Linked DNA regions of Callithrix jacchus: region 2 is linked to region 1. A link is a contact called in public Hi-C data. All regions are on one chromosome and are shown on one strand. The core of a region is the stretch at or near the end of the contact, and the rest is flanking DNA. Distances in the headings are between cores, read along the strand shown.

What was found. Hi-C and Micro-C count contacts between places; a contact is called where the count stands out from the background.
Region 2: a Hi-C map of induced pluripotent stem cells shows a contact between it and region 1, with 4 times the contacts expected there. The contact joins the enhancer-like site here to the promoter of ZFP36L2 in region 1. A contact is called at or near these places in 2 of 3 Hi-C or Micro-C datasets (induced pluripotent stem cells and skeletal muscle).

The regions. Positions count from the first base shown.
Region 1 is chr14:71,625,236-71,632,235 of calJac240_pri, reverse strand. It overlaps ZFP36L2 (ZFP36 like 2 zinc finger CCCH-type), which reads right to left and starts at 3,752. Exons shown (of 2, transcript XM_035272687.3): 1 at 3,411-3,752; 2 at 382-2,898. The coding sequence starts at 3,461. The coding sequence ends at 1,456. THADA (THADA armadillo repeat containing) reads right to left here. Exons shown (of 38, transcript XM_035272686.3): 38 at 5,859-7,000.
Region 2 is chr14:71,875,738-71,882,737 of calJac240_pri, reverse strand. No RefSeq gene overlaps it. Among named protein-coding and RNA genes, the nearest start is that of TRNAI-UAU, 150 kb to the left of the region's middle. Within about 2 kb of position 3,372, at least 5 of the 16 cell types and tissues checked have an H3K27ac peak or open chromatin away from gene starts, as enhancers often do.

The DNA.
Region 1 (7,000 bases), core at 2,503-5,002:
AAGATTTAAGGCAAGTTCGGGCCCTTCCAAAGGCACTATGAGACTCCCCCCCACTCCCCGTTTATTGCTACATGTCTTTATTCTCGAGAATGTCACAGTAGAACTGGTGGAATAAGCAAACACTTTTTTTTTTTGCTATTTATAAAGTTGGAATTAGAAAAGTGTGCCACATCTCAGCTTGATTGCAAAGTATGTGGTCACTTTTTTCTTTAAAGTTGGATGGGCTACAACCTTTATACATTCTAAGAAAACTCATAGGATGTTCCTCAAACTACTTCCACAGCATCAAGATAGATTTCTGTCAAGAAATCATGCAATCTTTCAAAGTTGACGTAAACAAGAAAAGAAATCAATGAAATAAATATTACATACAATCTCTTAAATTAAGAATTTGTACTCATTTACAATAAAATAACCAAGTGAAGTTACAAAAGGCATATATTACTGTGAAAAGAACATACACTCCACATTTTGCCGATTAATAATGGCAATCATAATTTAACATAATAAAAGAATATATATCTATTGCTTTTCATCATACTTGATAAATACAGTATGAACAAAATTTTCAATGTATACTTTTCACAAGATAATAAATAAGTTAAATAGTTTTTTTCATATTGAGTTGTGGTGCAGTGGTGCTAATCAACTCAAAACAGCTAAAAATTCAGCAGTTATTCTCCAACAATTACAAAGTAAGCTCTGCCCAAGGCTTCCAGAGGGAGCAGACAAAATGGTTCTAAACTAAATATCCACTAAGTGGTGGCAATGAAACCAGTAACCAGTATGGACCTTTGGAATGCAAGGGTTTTTTTTTAAACCCCCAGACATATATAACTCTGTTAAACAAAAAAACCACATATGGGCTGAGGGATAACTATCAAGGCATATTCCTGGCAGAATATTGGATTCTAAAAAGCTTATAGTTTTAGCAAGGAGGTGGCTGGCTAGCTTGTTTACACCAGTCTGAGACAAACAATTAGGAACTTCTTCCAAGAGGAGAGTTTCCACATCTGGACTTAACTAATGCTGTTCAAGTGAAGAGATGGAATGGTAGTTGATGGCTGCTGGTGCTGGGTTGATTTTTCCTGAAGTCCCAAACTCACTGGAGTCCTAAAAAAAGTTTAAGTGTTTTTTTTTTTTGTTCTACTCTTATCACAACTGCCCTGTTGTGAATATTTTGTTCAATACAAAAAGTTCGTCGACATTTTTGCTCAAAAGAATGAAACTTCGTAATAAAAATAAAAAACAAAACAAGAGGAAACCGAAAAAGGAGGGGTGGGGGCCCCTCCCAGCACAGAGTTCGAGTCCAAGTGCTGGTCGGGCTTGCAGTCTGCCTGGGGCCCATGTCACCCCCCACAATCCCGTGCCCAGCAGGGACGAGATGGCGAGGGGTGTCCTCCAACATCTCTGAGCCGCCTTCCCTTCCTTCCTCCTCACTGGCGCCCTCTTGCCTCAGTCGTCGGAGATGGAGAGGCGGCTGAAGATGGGCAGCCGGCGGCCGGGGTCGAGGCTGGGGGACTCGGAGCCGCTGAGGCTGCCGGAGCTCAGGGAGCCGCTCAGGTAGCTGTCGCGGTCCGACAGCGAGTCCGGGGGGCTGGGAGGCGCGTCGAACACGGGCGAATCGGACAGGCGGCGCGGCAGCTGGAAGCTGAAGGGCGGCGAGGGAGGCGCGACGGCCCCGGCGGGGAGGGGCGCGCTGGGCGGCGCCGGAGGCTGCGCGGGGGGCGCCAGGCCCTGCTGCTGCTGCTGCTGCTGCTGCTGCTGACTGCGGTAGTAGGCGGCGGCGGCCACGGCGGCGAAGTTGTGGGTCTGGATGGCGAGAGGCGTGATGAGGCTGCTGAGCTCCGGGCCGAAGGCGAAGGCGTTGTTGGCGCAGGAGGTGGACGAACAGGCTGCGCAAGGGGGCCCCGGTGCCAGCAGGTCCTCGGCGCCCCCGGTGCCGTAGAGCAGAGCGGCCGCAGCTGCAGCCGCCGCGGAGGCGCAACACGTCGGGGCGCCCGAGGGCGTGGAGGCCGCAGAGGCCGAGGAACAGGAGGAGGCGGAGGAGGAGCAAGACGAGGCCGAGGAGCAGGAGGGCGGCGGCGGTGTGCGCGACGTAGGGCTGTCTAGCAGCAACGGCGACTCGAGGCCGCCCGGGGGCTGGTGGTGGCCCGACGGGAAGCCTGAGAAGCTGAGGCTGTGGTGCAGCTTGGGCCGCGGCTCCCGCGGGAAGCCCAGGTGCAGCGCGTCCCGCGTGCCGAAGGCGCGCAGGTCCCCGGAGGCGCCCCCCGACGGCGCGGGCCGCCGCTCGTCTGCGTTGTGGATGAAATGGCAGCGCGGCCCGTAGGGGCAGAAGCCGATGGTGTGGAAAGTGCGGCACAGCTCGGTCTTGTACTTCGGGTGGCGAGTCAGACTGCGCAGCTCGTGGAAGCCGTGCGCAAACTGGCACTTCTCCCCGTACTTGCACGTGCCGCTCTCCTCGAAGGGCCGGCACAGCTCGGTCTTGTAGCGCGTGGAGTTGATCTGGGAGCCGCCGCCCCCCTTCTGCTGCTGCTGCAGGTGCAGGAGGTGCTGGCTGCGGTCGCCGTTCTCGCTGAACGAGCGGTCCCGGAATTTGTTCTCCTTGTTGAGCAGGGCTGTGCCGCCGCCCCCCGACGGCTCCTTAAGGGCGCCGTAGGAGGCCGGGGCCCCGGCCGCCGCGCTGCCGCAGCTGCTGCCATTAGCAGCGCCGGGGAACTTGGGCGAGCAGCTGCCGGGGCTGGGCGCAGGGTGGACGAGTGCATGCAGGTTGCTGGCCGAGTGCCGTCGGAGGAAGCCCGGCGCGAAGCCCGAGCTGGGGGCGGCGGCCACGGGCGTCCCCACCGCTTTCTTGTCCAGCATGTTGTTCAGGTTGAGGTTGGCCAGGGATTTCTCCGTCTGCCAAAGGGAGGGGAGCGGGGAAGGGATGAAAAACGAAGGGGAAGACAGACTCCGGGCGAGCTGCAGAGGAACTCCCAGCCTGATTCTTTCCTCTTTTTTGCCTCCCTCTTGGCGGATCTCGACTCGGCCTCCACCCTCCACCCATACACGCGCAAAAGGAGCAAGATCGCGCTGGAAGGAGCGGGAGAGGGGAGGACGCCCACCGCGGGCCGCGCTGGGTTTCGACACGTGATCCTTCGCCCCGGGCGGCCGAGGTGGGCGGCGCGAAGCCGGTCCGGGAAGCCCCGGGCAGCGTGGCTGCGGTCCGCAGTGGAGAAACTCAAAGCGACAGCGGCGCCCTCCCTGCCGCTCTCCCCGCCTCCAGGGCGCTCGCACACTCTTTTGCAAACCCTGGGACTTTCCCGACCAGAAAGGTAGGGCGGGAGGGGGGGGTCCCCCAGGACCGGGGGACAGAGGCAAAGTCCGAGAACTGAACGGCGGCTGCCGGCCCGGCCCGCTCCCTTTCGTACCTTGCACAAGAAGTCGACATCGTAGAAGGCGGACAGAAGTGTGGTCGACATGTTTCTGGATCCCGCAGTGGCCGGAGCGGCAGGCAGGGCGGTCGGGAGGAGCCCTCGGGGCGGCGTGGCCGGGCTAGAGCCACGACGAATAACGGGCGAGGGGCGGAGAGAAGCCGAAAGTTTGCCGGGGGGCGAGAGGAGAGGGCGAGGGCAGCGGCGCGGGCCGGCGGGAGGGTCCGGCAGAGTGCGGCTGGGGGGAAGGAGAGAAGCTAGGAGCGCTCCTCCGCGCCCCGGGGTGCCCGGCCCGCCCCCCCCGCGGAGCCGACGGCAGCTCGCGGACTGCTGGAACTCGGCGGCCCGCAAGCGCGCGTCCTATATAGAGCCCGGGGAACTGCGGCTGCCGCTGGGCGGGCACGCCGGGGGAGGGGACAGAACGCAGCCCCCGCCGGGGTCTCCAGGCAACGCCGCCCGCCGGCTGGTGGACGTCAGGCGCCTCTCGGCCTCCCATTGGTCGCCGCCAATTTTTTTTCCTCTGGGGGAGGGGGTGGGAGGCCTCGGGGCGGGGCCGGCGGCCGGAGCAGCGTGCAGCGCTTGGTCCCAGTGGGTGCCGCCGGGTGGCGGCGGGAAGGCACGGCTCTCCTCTTCGGGGGCTGAGCGGTTGGAGAGCCCCGGTGCGTTTAGCGTGGCCGGGATTCTGCAGCCCCGGATGTGTCTTTCCCTTCCCTGTTCTCCGAGGCGGACCTGTGGAGCTTTTAGCTCCCACCTTCGCTTTTGTGCTAGGCGCGGGAATTGCAAAATGCCAGAATATCGCAACCGTCCGCGCAGCCCGGCGTGTTTGCAAAGGGTGCTCCGGCCAGGAGGCGAGGGCTCGGGGCCTGCAGTCCATCAGTGGCGGCTCCAGCCCGACTGCACGTGGAGTCGCGGTGGGGGTGGGGACAGCCACGCGGGCGGCCGCCGCGGCAGTCTCGCCCGAGGAGCCCGGGCTCGTTTCTCCGCCCTCTCCCCGCCCAGGCTCAGTAAACAGGGCTTGAGCGCCGGGGCCTGACGGGCTGGGCTGAGTGTCTGAGGACAAGGCGCTGGCTTTGCTAATCACATCACAAGACCTTGAGCCAGGGCCAAAGGCGCGGAGTGGCGCGGGGCGTCCCGGGCGGGGGAGCTGACTCCGAGGACAGGAGGAAGAGCCGGGAGAGCGCGCGGGCATGGAGGCGACTTAGCACCACCCTTTCCGTCTGCTGGTCGGCTCGGCCTTCCCCGGCCCTCCAGGGCTGGGGGTGCAGCTGCCCGCCGAAGCTCCCCGCCCGGCATAGCCTGGGCCTGTTGCGCCCTCCCAGCCTCTTCCCTCCTCGGCCGTGGGGGCGCCGCGTCCAGCCTTCGCTGGATGAGGGCTGCAGGGTCCTGGGGGGCTGCATGGACGCAGATGGTGGGCGCGCCCCCCTCTGTTTTCCCTATTTCGCCAGCCCCACACCCCAACAGCTTGCGCTGGAAAATGCGCTTTGCCAGCGGGCGCCCCGCCCTCGTCCGGGTATAGAGCAGACACCCCCATCTAGTGCCCGGTGAGGCTAAAGCCGCTGACAGCCCCACTCAGAAAGATCTGGAGTCTGGTCTAGGACACTTATCGCTTCGCGTTCATACAGGTTGCCAAAAAGCTTGGGCCTGAAGTTGGAAGGTCCAGGACCCTATAGGGAAAGAACTAGGCCTGCGACTCAGAGATTCGAGTCCCTGGAGTTTAGCCTGCATTTCCCATTACTGTACTCCCCTGACGGCCCAGGGAGCCAGAGTCCAGGGTAAGGATCAGGAATGCTGGGCTGGAGTTCAGGCCCTGCCCCTTAGAAATCATGTGGTCTTACGCACATCGCATCATCTCTTTGGTACTTGGGTTTCTTGTCAAACGAAGATCATATTCCTGCTTGACTCATCTCTCACGCCTGTGAAAGTGCAAATGGTGTCTGTGAAGGTGTTTAAAAGACAAACAAGGACTAAACCATCTTTATGTATTAAACCAAATTGACAATGCATAGAGGTGGAGAAAGCCAGGCTTTTGAACTATGGCCAGATGGATGGAGCCAGTCATGAGTGCAGAGCTCTGGGGGCACCCAAATCCTGAACCTTAGGACTCAGCACCGAGAGTACCAGTTTCACTTTTAGCGCCTACCTTACACTGGCCCCTTGACAGACCTGGCAACTGTGGTCTGGTTTGTTCTCTGGCGAGATGACCCCAAACATCTCACCAAATGGTGTGAAACAGCCACTTCCCTAGGCACTTCCATTAGGTTAGTAACAAGATTTCAGATACAGAACCAGTGAAGCATCTGTTTGAATCAATGTCCAAATCTGGGGTGAGTCCCAGTCAACAGCTGTGAGAACACCGGTGACTTTGTGGATGAGGTAGGATTCTGGAGGTAGTATGTGGACGTGTTATGGGACATGCTTGTGTACAGAGTACCTGCTAGTATAAAATTCATGATGTAGCTGCTTTTATTTCATTTTAAATGGAGAAACAAGAAGTGCTGGCCATTTCCAATGTGCTGGGATTTGTTGGGCCAGTTCCATAATTCTCCTATTCTCCTGTGGTTATCACCACATTTATGCCACCAAGTCTCTGACTTCTCACCAGCCAGGTCTTAGAACAGTAAGTGTTAGGTTGGCAACTTTCCATCAGGTGTGGGCTACACAGCTGCCTAACTAGGTAATTAGTTCAGGATCACAAAAACCAAATTTGGGGCCAAGTGGTTGCAAAGCCACCCAGGGAATTTCCTCTTCTGTTTAGGACAAAACTTTGGACACTGAGCTGCCTTCCTGTCTCTTCCACCAAAGCCCTTTTCCTATACTTCCAGTACGGCTGCTTTTTTGTTCTTAAATTCCTCTTTCTTTTAGTGAAGGGGTTTTTCTGTGTTAGGCTGGAGTGTAGTGGCATTTCACAGGCATGAACTCCTGGGCGATCCTCCCACCTCAGCCTCCTGAGTAGCTGAGATTACAAGTGTGCACCACCATTCCTGGCTTACAAACTGCGTTTTTAGTGTTAGATGGTTTTCTCTCAAAAAGAGATGAATTACATTTGAAATATGAACTTTTCTGCAGTAGGAAATGATCGTAAACTCTCTCTAACCTGCCCCTTCAGACTCTGAAATGTCAATGAAATTACTCTATGTTATCATTCACCTGAGTATTGGAAATTTTTTTTACAGACTCTAAAATCTGGAGCAACTTTATATATTATGATTGAAATGGTTTTTTTTTCAGATCAGTAGGATGGAAAATGAATGTGGATGAGGCTACGACCCATCCAAACTGTGATTCTCAAGATAACTTATTCTGAGTTATTCTGGGTAACGCTTATTCTGAAACTATAAATTAAAAATGGTGAGCCAATGAAAAACTGGACCAGCAGCAAAACGTATGCAAGAGCGCCACCTGCTGGGTGTGTTAGGAAAAGGGCTGGGCTGGGCTTGAAAAGGCAGAAACATTAAGGTTTCTAGATTTAATCACTGCAAAGGATAAATGTGTTTAATGGCATCTTAAGTGAGAATCTTGTTACTGCCACCAAGCAAATGATAAGTAAACAATGTAGACATGGAATGAGTCATTTTCTCTGGCTGTCC
Region 2 (7,000 bases), core at 2,123-4,622, 250 kb before region 1:
CAGGTCAGAATGCTATCTAAGTGGTTACAGATCTGTGTCATAGTATCACCAGATTCCCAATGTGTGAAAATGAGTCTCCTTATTTTCTGGATGAGGAAAACGAGGCTCAGAGAATTTAAGCCAAGAATGCAGCTTGGGTCTTGGGACTTCCCCTCAGTGGCCCCCATGGTTGGCTCCCCTTCTCCTACCTTGGCCCCTGAGATGGGGGAGGGGTTGGCTGCCAGGGCCCCTCTCTGAGGGAAAAGTAGTGGGGTGGGCCTGGGTCCCCAAACGGCCACAGTGGAGGCAGGGCAGGCACTGGGTCAGCCCAGGTGGGTGGGATGAGGTGTCATTGAAGGTTGGTGAAAAAGGGGTGAAGTGCTGTCCCTTCCTCTCCAGCTTGGGCTTCCTGCGACAGAAAGGCCCGGACCCTGGTGGTGATCCTGGGGGTACTACAGTAGCTGCTGAAAGTGACTCTTCACCAGGAGCTGGTCCTCGGGGACAGCCAGCATCATGGCCTCTCCCTGGCTCCCTGTGTGCCCTGGATGTATGCTGAGGGCTCGGGGTGGGCCATAAACCCCACCGCTGGTGGCCACTATGTCCCTCTAGGTTCAGCTTGACCATCCCATAGAAAGAAAAGCATGGCATTGTTGGGGAGGCTTAGAGCTTGGTAGGAAACTGACCTCAGCTCTCAGAGTGGGGAGCCCTGCAGCCAGGGAAATCTAGCAGGAGGGGTGGCCACATGTTCTTCAGGGGTCCTTGATACAATCAACACTGGGGGCGCTACAAGTGGGCCAGAGTGGTCTCCTATCCAGCTTAGGGGCATATGGATTCCTTCCCTCAGACTCCTCTGCCTGTCCCCTCGGCTCTCTTTCCCAGCGTTCACAACCCTGCCTGTCCCCGCAGAATGCCTGACTCCATACCACACGCATTAAAGCTGCCATTGATACCTCCCTCACAGTGTGCCAGGCATTTGCCAAGTATTTTACACACACACACACACACGCACACACACACGCACACACGCACACTATGTCAGTCAATCCTTGCAATACCCAAGTGAGGAAGGTATTATTACCATTATCTCCACTTTATAGACCAGAAAACCGAGAGGCGAATAGTGTAGGGAAGGTCTGCGTGGCTCCGGCCAGGCTAACGCTGGAGGAGCTCTACCCTCTCAGCCCCAAGGTCAAGGGCATGGTGTTGGTGGAGAAAGGAAACGGCTCACTCTGGGGTGGGGGTCCCTCATTCTGGTCCTCTCGAGCAGTCACTCTTCCATCTGTCCTGATGGTCGTGGCGGGGAATGGGGTCAACAGAGAAGAGCCTCCTCCCTCTTCCTTCCTTTCTGTCTTCCATCTCTGCTTACTCTCTACATCTTTTCCTTTCTCCCTTCTCACTTTATGTTTCTGCATCTCTCTGTGTGTGTGTCTGTTTCTGTCTCCTCTCTCTTTCTCTCTCCCAAGGGTCTTGCTCTGTCACTCAGGCTGGAGTGCAGTGGCACAAACAGGCTCACTGTAGCTTCGACCTCCTGGGCTAAAGCAATCCTCCCACCTCAGTCTCCCAAATAGCTGGGACCACAGGTGCACAGCACTACACCCAGCTAATTTTTAAAATTTTTTGTAGAAACAGAGATCTCACTGTGTTGTCCAGGCTGGTCTCAGACTCCTGGACTCATGCCTTGGCCTCCCATAGTACTGGGATTACAGGTGTGAGCCACCGCTGCCAGCTGGATCCTTTCAGCCCCAGCCTGGGCAGACGCACCTGACCAGCACCCTCTCAGCCCTCTATCTGCCTCTGGGTGCACCTGCTGCACAGAGCATCAGAACCCATGGACTTGGGGAGATGGACGGCTATCACAAAGCCATTTCTGTGTGTGTGACTTCTCTCACTCTACTATTAGGGATGCCCCATTGCTCCCATCACACTGGGACCCCCAGAATAGGGTTTGTTCCTCCCCCACCAGATGGAGACACTACCCCTCTCCTTGGATCCTCTCTCTGCCCCCCTCACCCTTCCCTGTTTTGTCTTCCCTCCAAAAGGAGGGCTCTCTTGGGCCCTCTGGATTTGGGGCTGCATGCTTGGTGTTGACCAGCACAGAGCAACCAGGGGCTACTTCCCAGCCACACCCAGAGAGAACTCCCTGGAGGGCAGAAGGGCAAGCCAGGGAAGAGGTCAGCCTTGCAGAGTGTTGCTTTTGTGGCTTTTCTGAAAGCTGCAAAAATGTGGCTTTGTCTGAGCAAGTTAAAACAAAAAAATATCAATGGTACCTCCCACAGATGATACTGTTGCTCAGGCTCGTGGAGCCGCAGTTGGTAGACAAATAACACATTAAAAATAGCCTGTGTTTCCCAATCGTATGGCCTCTGGGGGCTGCAGGGAAAGGTCTTGGCTGAGCGGGGTTTTCTGGCCCATTGTTTGCCTGCCCTGGGTTAGGAGTGGGCGTGGGGGCCGTTAGTAGGCACAGCAATTCCCGGTCAAAGAAGGGAGGAGGGTGAGTTCTTGGCGAGGATGAGCAAGATAACGCGCACTTGAATGGAGTCGCTGTTTGATGTTTATTTTTCCTTTCCCAGGCCAAGAAATATAGCACACTCCATTTGGAACTTCAGTTTCCACCAACATTTTCCCCCAGCCTTTTCTTTTTTCTGGAAGTGTGCAAGTGAGACTGAGATACAAGGTCTTATTTCCATCTGGGCTCTGGCCCAGGAGCCTTGACCAAAAAGTTACTTAAGTCATATTTCCATCATCTGCAGATGGCTGTGTATTTATTTCTCACCAAAGTAAAATCCCAAATGGACTGCAGATATTTGCACGAGTCAAAACTGCTTCCTCCTGGCAGGGCTAGGAAAGGGGCTTTGATCCTTCTGAGAAAACAGAAATGTTGGCCCCAGCCCGGCGATGATGGTGCATTTGGGGTTCCCATAACCACCCAAGATCCAGGCCCTCCCTGATGGGGTGAAGCGGGGGGACTCTGGGGGCTAGAGGGACTGTAGCCCTGAGATGGACACAGGGCTTTCAGATAAGCAAGCTAGAGGCAGCTCAGTGATGGCGGCAGAAATCAATGCAGGTGGGGTCACTGAGCAGGTGAGTGACCCAGAGTAACCCTCTGGAGGACCAGCCACCATCTGAACTCTGTGAGTAAGTGTGTGTGTGGAGAAAAAGCCAAACTGTGGAAAATTACTTGGGCAAAACCCGCCACTCCTGGACACAGGGCCTGCTGTTAGGCCTGTGTCGTCGGCCCCGTTTTTAAATTTGCGCCCTCATCCCCAGGGTGCTGAGCCTGGCACAGGGAGACAGGCATGGCCTGATACGCCCAGGCTGGTTCAGTCCTGGGTCAGGATGGCCCCCCAGGTTGTGCTGTGGCAGGGCCTCTCGTGGCCACCAGGGCGCCCTCATTCCCAGGGCAGAAATCCATTCAGGACTCACTGTCCCTCTCCCCACATCCCGCCTTGTGGCTCCCAGAAGGAGAGGGTCTGAGTGAGCACTGTGAGGGCATCTCTGAGTAGGGGAGGACCCCTTAGGGCTGAGGAGGGCAAACTGGTAAAGGTAAAGAGAATGGTGGGCAGCTGAATGCTGACAGCTCGCTTTCCAGTCGCATTTCTCCTCTCCACATTCCCATGGCGCGTTTGGGGTTGTCCAGTGTGCATCTGCCGCGCCCCCTCTGCTTCTTGACTTCCGTTTCCCTCTTTGGCTTCAGGCATCCCGCCCAACAGTGTTGCTCTCTATCAAGGGGATCCTGTGTTCCCGTTGCCATTCGTCATGAGACTTCAGATGTGCTCCTGTAGCTTTGGGAAGGGGCATGCGAGCCCCTGGGGGAGCTGAAGGCTGTGTAGAGGAACAGGGATGAGGTGGAACACTGCAGGTGCCACTGTGCCACTTCCAGAACTTTCCAGGCTTCCTCAGGGCTATCCTTCCTGAGATCCTTTCCTTAGCCCCATACAATTCCTCTTCGGCTGGGGATGTCTTGCCATCACTCACTACAGGGCTAGAGCGGGACCCTACACCCAGGGTCAATTTCCAGGTGGAGGCCACCCCTGGTAAATTCAGCACCACTTTGCAGGGAGCAGGGACTCAAGGTCTTTCGGCTCCTGCTTGGTTCTTGCCATTGGCATCTTTGGGTCCTTTCTCTCCAGGTCAGTCAGCAGGCCCTCCTCCTCCCTCCCCCGCCACATCTTGGCTCCACACTCTGTTTTCCTTTAGGGCTTGCTTTCAAAGAGCACCAAGCTGGCCACTAGCGCCTCTGGCCTGGCCCACCTTGAAGCCTGATCCTGACTCATGGTCCTGGTCCCGACAGGACGTGGTTCACACCGGTTTAGAAAACTCAGGACGGCAAAGTCACAAACCATCTGCACCCTCTTCTTCCGCCCCAGACGTTATTTATGTGTGTGGCTTTGTGTTCGTTGCTAAATGCGGCCTGTGTGAAGGCTGTTAATTAACCCTTTGAGAAACACGCTTCCCATCGGGGCAGGGACAGGAACCAGGAGCATGTTTCTAATCACTGAAGATTTATCCTGCTTCAGACAGGGCATTTAATGAAGGCAGAGGAAGGGGCTGGAGGAGATGCCCTCCGAAGTGGTTTAAAGAAAGCCTGTTTTGTCCACACAGATTGTCAGAAGGGCAGGAAATTCTAAATCAACTGTGATCCTGGGCCTCAGGGAGCAGGCAGGGGCCTGTGGGGTGGGAGGAGGCCTGGGGGCACAGTCTGGTTATCAGGAGGTGGGGCCAGGCAGCTCTCCCGAATGAGCTGTGTAGTCACTCATCCCTTTGGCCATCTGTAAAGTGGGACCGTGTCTCACCTGCCTCCTCCAGGGAATCTGTGGAGGGACAGTGGAACAGAGCTGGAGGAGCACTTATAGTACAGACAGTCCAAAGAGTGACCATGACTATGCTGTGGGTGCCTTGGGAGGCGGGTGGGGGTAACAAAGTGAAAGGTGGGACTTTCCCTGCCAGTGCGGGAGGGTGAGCTCTGAGGTCAGGATGTTGATAAGCTTTCCAGTGGGGAGCCTCAAGTCCCTCCCCTGTAAAATGAGGGGCATTCTGGACTCTTCACAGCTGGCTGTAGGATTATGTGTTTCCTGACACTGAAAACAGCCTTTCTCCTGAAGAAGGAAAAATTCACTTTTGGGTTTCACAGCCCTTTAGTTTCCCAGCCCAAGGTGCATGGCAGTTCCCACCCTTCCCAGAAGCACTGAGGGTGGTGCTGGCTGGAGGGGCTGGGGGAGGAGGGCAAGCGGGAAGTCCCACGGCATCCCAGCTGGGCGTGGGGCTGAGGGACAAAGTGGGCCACCGAGACCCGCTGATATTTATAACTGCACCTCTTTACATTCTGTATAAAGGCCTGCCTAAAAAGCACCATTGAGAGAGGGCTCAGACGCCCGCCCGCACTCAGCCAAGCTTCCTGTCAAAGCCCAATGAGCCCTGAAAACAAAAAAATGTATTCACAGCTCTGAGCCTTCCCTGCTTCCCAGGCTTATTTCATTTGAAAATACTCAGAGTTGGAGGGAGAAAAGGAAGAGGAAACAGAGTCCGGCCTGACTCCCTAGGGACCGTGTGTCTGCTGCAAGGTTGGGTAACCTCTCGGAGCCAGACATTTGCCAACTTGTAAGGTGGCTGTGCGGAGGAGGTGAAAAGATGGGTAGGAAGAACAAGGTCAGCAGGAGACCAGGAGTGGGCTCCCCTACTCCTCTCTTCCCTCCTCCCTCCCTCTCCTCCATCCCGCGCTTTCACCCCTTTCTTTCCTCTCCCCACACTGGTTTCTCCTGAGGTCTGCCATATCACTCTCTCTGCTGCATTCCTTTCTAAGATGCCCAGATGAAACCAACCTAATATCTTTGAATGATTTCACCCAGACAGGCCCACACAATAATGAGCCCTATGCTGAACAGAACCCAGATACCCCTATTTCAGTCTGCCGCATAGACGGTGGAGGTGAGCATGTTTCCATTTGTACTTAGTTAGCTGTGCCTTCGCAAGCTTCCAGGGATTCCCGTGCAAGCTGAAGTCTGAGGACCTTTGTGCTGGCACATGCAAGTGCTCCCAAGCCTTCAGGGAATTTGTCCAGAGGTGAGGCCAGGGGAGGGCTGATGCTTCCCATTTGGGAGTGGCTCCCAGGGAGCCCTTTGCTAGGAAGAGCACCTGCTTTGGCCACATCCTCCCTCTCTGAGGCTTCCCCTGGTGCCACTCAGCTGGAGACCAGGGAAGCCTGCTTTCCACTCTAGGAGTCAGGATGGAAGCTGCCTCTGGAGTGTCCACACCCCTACTGGGTGTCAGGCTCCTGGCTCCCTTTATGGCAGGTCTACCTCGTCAGTCATGAGGTGGGGAGAGGACTGAGAGTATGTCTCCAATGTTTCTTGTCCACAGTCCCCTGCCCCAGCTGCCCACCCCAGGATAGTAAAGCTACCAATGTCCCAGCACCTGGTCTTTCCCAGCCAGGGCATGCGCCTCAATAGGACTTCATGTATTGATGGAGATGTTCTGTATCTGTGCTATTCAACACAGTGACCATTAGCCACATGGAGGCCAGGCTTAGTGGCTCACACCTGTAATCCCAGCACTTTGGGAGGCCAAAGCTAGTGGATCACTTGAAGTCAGAAGTTCAAGACCAGCCTGGCCTATATGGTAAAACCCAGTCTCTACTAAAAATGCAAAAAAAAAAAAAAAAAAGCCAGGTGAGGTGGCACGTACCTGTAATCCCAGCTACTAAGGAGGCTGAGGTGGGAGGATTGCTTGAATCTGGGAGGCAGAGGTTGCAGTAAGCTGAGATCGTGGTACTGTACTCCAGCCTGGGTGGACTCTGTCTCCAAAAAAATTGACTGGAGTGACTGAGGAACCAAAATGTGAATTTTCTTTCCTTTAAATTTAAATGGCTATGAGGGGCTTGAGGCTACCATACTGGACAGTGAAGTTCTGGAAGCTCCTTCCATGCCTTGGCCTCTGATGCCTTCCTTTCCTGCATCCTTGGCATCTGGTCCAGCCCTATGGAGTCCTGTCCCATTACATAGAGGGGAAACTGAGGCCTAAGAGA